Linked DNA regions of Rattus norvegicus: region 1 is linked to region 2. The links are chromatin contacts, called in public Hi-C maps. All regions are on one chromosome and are shown on one strand. The core of a region is the stretch at or near the end of the contact, and the rest is flanking DNA. Distances in the headings are between cores, read along the strand shown.

Region 1 (2,706 bases), core at 80-2,579, 89 kb before region 2:
AGACCCAGAGTACCTCTGAGAAGGACTTGCTCTCCCCCAGCCTGAGCCCCCTTAGCAAGACAGTGTGTTCAATGACAAGGATAAGCTTGACCCTCACAGCAGACCCAGCTACAGGGAATCAGTCTGAACATCTGCACATAGGAAGGGGGGGGGGGCTCTTCCTCGGTGTCACAGTCGCTATTCGCTCTCATTTTAGTAACAACCAAATCGCCGTTACAAGTACACAAGAATAGCAGCCAACTAGCCTGCTCCGCAGCGTGCCGCGACCCTGGCACCCGGGTTCTCCAACGTACTCCCGGTTCCCACCGAAGTTACCACCTGTATCCCCCACGACCCAGGCGAGCGGCTTGCGCCCAGCATCCCTTCCGCAGCCCCCTCGCCGACCAGCGCCGGGTCCACGCCGGGGGCAGCCCTCCTCGCGGCGGCGCCGCCACGGCCCACGGGACCTGCCCTCCGCGCCCGCGGCCACCACCCCCGGGGACACGGCAAGTCTCAAAAAGTTCTGGGGCCGCCGCTGAGCCGGTGTGTGGCGAGAGACAGGAGCGCCAAGCTCTCGCGGCCGACCCCGCGCGGGCCAGCACACACTCTCCCTCCGGGAACTCGGCACTCCCACTCCCAAACTTCCCCCGCCACCCCGGGCCCGCCCGCCTGCCCTCCCGGCCGCCTGCTCGGCCTGCGCTGGGAGAACCCGCGGACCCGCGTCTCTGCGCCCGCCCGGCCCACGCCCGCACTTGCCCTCCGCGCCCCGTGGGGCCCCGCTTCCGCCCTCCCGGCCCGCCGCCCTCTCCCCTCTCCACGCTCGCGGCCCCGCCGGACCCCAGCGCCCCGCAGCCCGCGCCCCCCAGGCCCGCCGCGCGCCGCGGCCCGGCCGTCCTGGACCACAGCTCCAAAGTTACTTTGCGAGGAGGTGAAGCCGCGGGTGGTTCCCCTCAACCACCCAAACAAGTTTCCATCCCCGCCGCCGCCGTCCCTCGCCCGCCACGCGCGTCCCTCCCGCCGCCGGCTGCCCGCGGCCACCCGCCCTGGGGGCTCCCCCGTGGAGGCGGCCGCTCCCCCGAGCCGCGCGCCCCCGCCCCGCGCCTCCCCCTGCAACCCACCCCCGGCTCCCCCCGGTGGGGCGGCCGTGTGGCTGCGGTTCCCGGAGAGTGCGAGTGCGTGCGCGAGTGTGCGCGCGTGCGAAGGCGGAGGTGGCTGCGGCGCGGAGACACTCACTTCTCCCGGGCCTGGCTGTCGGACGGGACGGCGCTGCTGTTACTCTTGCCTTTGCCGTACATGCTTGTGCCGAGAGCAGCTCCCACTGTCACGCACCTGTCAACCCATCACAGCCTCCCCGGGAACAGCCCCGTCCCCATGGCGACCCACGCAGCCACCCCCACCATTGGCCGCCCCACGCCAGAGCTCCGCCCTCCTCGCCCTGGCAACGCGCGAGACTGACAGGCCTCCCCTCCCTCCGGCCTGCCGGAGCGCGCGGCGGCGGCTCGGCCTAAGCGGCAGTCTCCTCCCTCCTTCCCTCCCTCCCCGGCTCCCTCCCTCCCTCCCTCCCTCCTTCCCTCTCCGCCGCGCTCCCCCCTCCCGCTCTCCTTCCCCCCTCCCCCTCCGAACCGGGCGCTAGGGGGGAATTAGAAACTGCTCTAGAAGGATTTTAAACAACTGGCTGTTCCCTCCGCCGCCGCCCCGCCCCCCGCGCCGCCCGCGCCCGGCTCCTCACTGGAGAGAAGGCGCGGGGAGGAGGGGAAAGTGCGGCCTGGAGTGCCTGGCAGCGACTGCGGAACGGGAGTCGCGGCAGCCCCAGACTTCGGGGCGCCCGGCGAGTCCACAGACAGACCCGCGGCCCCGGCACCGGTGTCCCGCCAACCTCCTCTCCCGCTCCTCTCCGGCCAGACTCCCCGCGCCGTTCCCCGCGGTTGATCTCATCCCTCCTGTCTGGGGTGTCGCCCCGATCCCGTTCCCGGAGGGCCAGCAGGCCGGGGACGCCCGCTCTGAACCCTCGACCTTCTGGCTCAAGGACTGGGCGAGCCTCCGTCTCTCCCCGGGAGGCACTGTGCCTGCCTCCCATTGGGGCGCCCGCCGAGGTTCTGTCGCCGGCTCTGAAGTCAAGCCCTGCATCCCAAAGGAGCACCCTACCTAGTGTCGTCCTCCTGTCTAAGAGGGGAGCACACCCCCAAAGAGGCCACGAGACCTACTCCTGGGATCGTAGTGGCCCAAGGCCTTGGCTCCTTCCTTGTCAGTACTCTGCAAAGATCTGCCGCAGACCCGGGGCCCAAGTATTCTCTGCTTGGCCTGCTTTAATAGTTTGGATGGGCAATGTCATTTCGGTTTGACCCTTGGACTGGAAAGATTCAGAGAGGGCCCTGAAAGACATCCCTGTATTTGCCCAGCAGAATAGGCCCCAGAGCTCAAGGTGTGCAAAGCTGTGCCCAAGCTGAAAACTCCCCGAGAATATTTTTGGATCCAAGTCCCTAATCTCATTTCAGTGAATGCGCAAAAGTTTCTCAAGACACACGCAACCTGGTTTTTGATAGACTCCATCCTTTATTTTGTTAAAGATCCTTGGCTGTAAAATCAGAGTAGAAATCGGGTTGAGAGAAGAGATGAGCTTCAAATGGGAGGTGACAGGGGAAGAGAGGTGCCATTGGGGTAGGACACGGAGACCTCTGAAAGGGATGAATAGAGGAGGAGGAGGAGGAACGGTTATGTTAAGGAAAG
Region 2 (2,700 bases), core at 133-2,632:
TTGCGCAGGACTTGTCACTGCGATAACTGTGAGGCACGCTACTCTGTCAGGCGGGTGGGCGGGCGTGCAGAAGTCAGTGCTTTTCAGGGTTTGCACCGTCCCCTCCCTGTGGTCACCCTCAGGTTCATTGTGGCAATTATTTCTGAGCACTGGATGTGTTTTGGGGTCCTGTAGTACTTTCTTTCCAAATTTGCTGAATATATGGTAAAATGAGATTTCTTTTTTTTTTTTTCCTAATTGTCTTTTCTGCAAGCTAGACCTGTTTTCTAAAACCCAGACTGGGCATTCTGCTCTGTTCACAGCTAGAAACAAAGGGTCCCAAATTAGGGTTCAGATCTGGCTCTCTTGGTTATGATTTTGGGGGAAAGTAATATTTTTTCCCATGTAGATATAAGCCAACTGCCTCTTTTAGGAATAAGAAAAAAATAGCATTGTTAATAGACAATGCTAACTCAGTTCAAGGTTGCCTCAGGGAATTAGATACGGGGAGGCTTAGGCCGATCTGACTTCATTTCTGAGGTCTACAGCTTATGCGATGGCCACCCTCCTAGGGGCTACATAGTGTGTTTACTTCCTGTTCGTTTCCTGAGTTCTTCCAACTCCAGTGAGAATAGATCTCGAAAGTCTCTGTGCTCAGAGGCCTCGTAAATCTTCTTCTGGTCCCTGGCTCCCTCTCATGACCATGTACTTGTCTCTTCTCTCTGTCATTATTAGAGCATCCACCTGTCCCACCCCAGAGTTTGTCCCCTCAGACCTCCTCTGGAGCTCCAGTACACAGCTGTGGAGTGCCAGATACCACCCTAGGGACGCAGGATGACAGGTTTGGTGGCCACTCGCATGATCGTTAAGGCCCAGGTTAGCCTTTATTTCCCTAATATCTCATCTTAGAAAGGTTATTTTTATCAGAGGATCCCAAAGGCGGAGATTTTCTAGAATAGGCATGTAAACTGAGGCCACACCCCAGCTGTGGCTCCTGGAGAATCCACTACTCAGGGCCCCAAAGCCCTCTCAAACATTTTATGAACACTAGAGGGCTCACAATGAATCCCCCAGTGCTTTTAAAAGTCCCAGAACCCCAATTAGCCAGTGCTTGTAACTACATCAGGCCCACTTCTATTGGAAGGGCAAGAAGAAGCTTTGGGGTAGGCTAAAAATGACAAGGATGGATGTCTTCCATCCTACCACTCCAAGGAGAGGACTATAGGACAAGCAGCTGAAAGGACACACATCCAGGCCAGACTCTTGACGACTCCTGGGCAGTAGGCCAAGTACTGGGCCAAGCACTGGGCATGGCTCCAGAGGCTGGGCCCCTGCCCAGGGCACTCACTGGTTCAGAGCCGGCAGAAAAGAGCAGTCTTGGCAGCAGGAAAGTGAGTTGAACAGATTGGGAAAGAGCAAAACCAGGCAGGCCAGGATGCTGTGTCACTAGGTCTGATCGGCCTACCAGCCGTGGGGATGGAGCCTCAGGTCTCCTACAGCTATGGGAGGTGGGTGCTGGCAGTAGGGTCCAGTCCAGGGAATGGAAAGACCAGTGGCCCCAGCCTCAGGGAAGCAGGAGAAGGACAAAGCATCACTGTGCTGCAGAGAAAACTTTGGTGAGGTACCCTTCTGTGAAGTAGGATGTCTCAGACTAGCTTAGTGTATCAGCTCCATGTACCCCCGAGAGCGAGTGGATCTAAAGGCCAGGGTTCCCCAGTGTCCCTCTGCTTTATAATGTCAAAAATCTTGGGACACCCAACTGAGAGGCTTCTTTGAGAGAGGAATGAAAATCTTTTGATCCTATTAGTTCATTTCTCCTTTTCAGTTCTTACACTAATTTTATAAGGGAACAGACAAGGATAGACACACACGCACAGATACACACACACACACACACACACACACACACACACACACACAGATCCACACATAGACACCCACATACAGAATACACAGGCACATATACACACACAGATACACACAGATGTATACACATGAGCACACACCCACAGACACAGATACACACATAGACACACACGTACAGATATATACACGCAGGCACACGCAGAGACACACCCACACCCACATACAGACATATACACATAGACACACACACACACACACACACACACACACACACACACACACACATACCACCTCCAGGCACAGAAAGGCCTCAGGACAGCAGCAAGATAACCAAGAAAGGTTGGGGAGTCACCTCCCCCACCCCACGCACTATAACACATCCCTGGTATCGCTATGAGCCACTGTGTCTCTTCTGTAAGGATGAAAAGAAGGAAGGCCATTCTTCCTCACTCCTAAACCTAAAGGAAGATAAAACAGGCAGTTTCAGAAATTCTTGGACCTGGAGGAATGAATATAAGCAGCTACCAGACAGTCATGGTGGCACAAGTCTGTCAATTCAGAATTACGAAGCCAAGATAGGAGATAAGACCAGTTTGGGTACGTGGTGAGACCCTGTATTACCAAGCAAGCCAAGTCAGATCTAAAATCGGATCCTGACTGTGGTAGAGAGGACTCCGTTCAGGGGTTTGTTTTAAGAGATCTCACAAGAGCTTTTTATATGTGCTGGATTTTGAGAGCTACAGACACATGGTTTAAGAAAAATATCTTCTTCCTTTTTCTTAACTCATGAAGAAAAGAGCCTTCCCTTTCTTCTGCTATTTTTGGAAGCTTTATAGTCCCTTTGTGAGATGTCTT

What was found. Hi-C and Micro-C count contacts between places; a contact is called where the count stands out from the background.
Region 1: a Hi-C map of liver shows a contact between it and region 2, with 4 times the contacts expected there. The contact joins the promoter of Ssbp2 here to the enhancer-like site in region 2. A contact is called at or near these places in 12 of 12 Hi-C or Micro-C datasets (the A7r5 cell line, the Rat2 cell line, Schwann cells and 7 more) and 1 of 1 datasets of contacts at active chromatin or transcription factors (oligodendrocytes).

The regions. Positions count from the first base shown.
Region 1 is chr2:24,385,047-24,387,752 of GRCr8, reverse strand. Ssbp2 (single-stranded DNA binding protein 2) reads right to left here and starts at 1,329. Exons shown (of 17, transcript NM_001399030.1): 1 at 1,213-1,329. The coding sequence starts at 1,274.
Region 2 is chr2:24,296,088-24,298,787 of GRCr8, reverse strand. LOC134485571 (a long non-coding RNA gene) reads left to right here. Exons shown (of 4, transcript XR_010063697.1): 2 at 1-2,700. Among named protein-coding and RNA genes, the nearest start is that of Ssbp2, 89 kb to the left of the region's middle. Within about 2 kb of position 1,382, at least 62 of the 93 cell types and tissues checked have an H3K27ac peak or open chromatin away from gene starts, as enhancers often do. A contact at or near this core is called in the A7r5 cell line, Schwann cells, hepatocytes and 3 more, where this site is marked.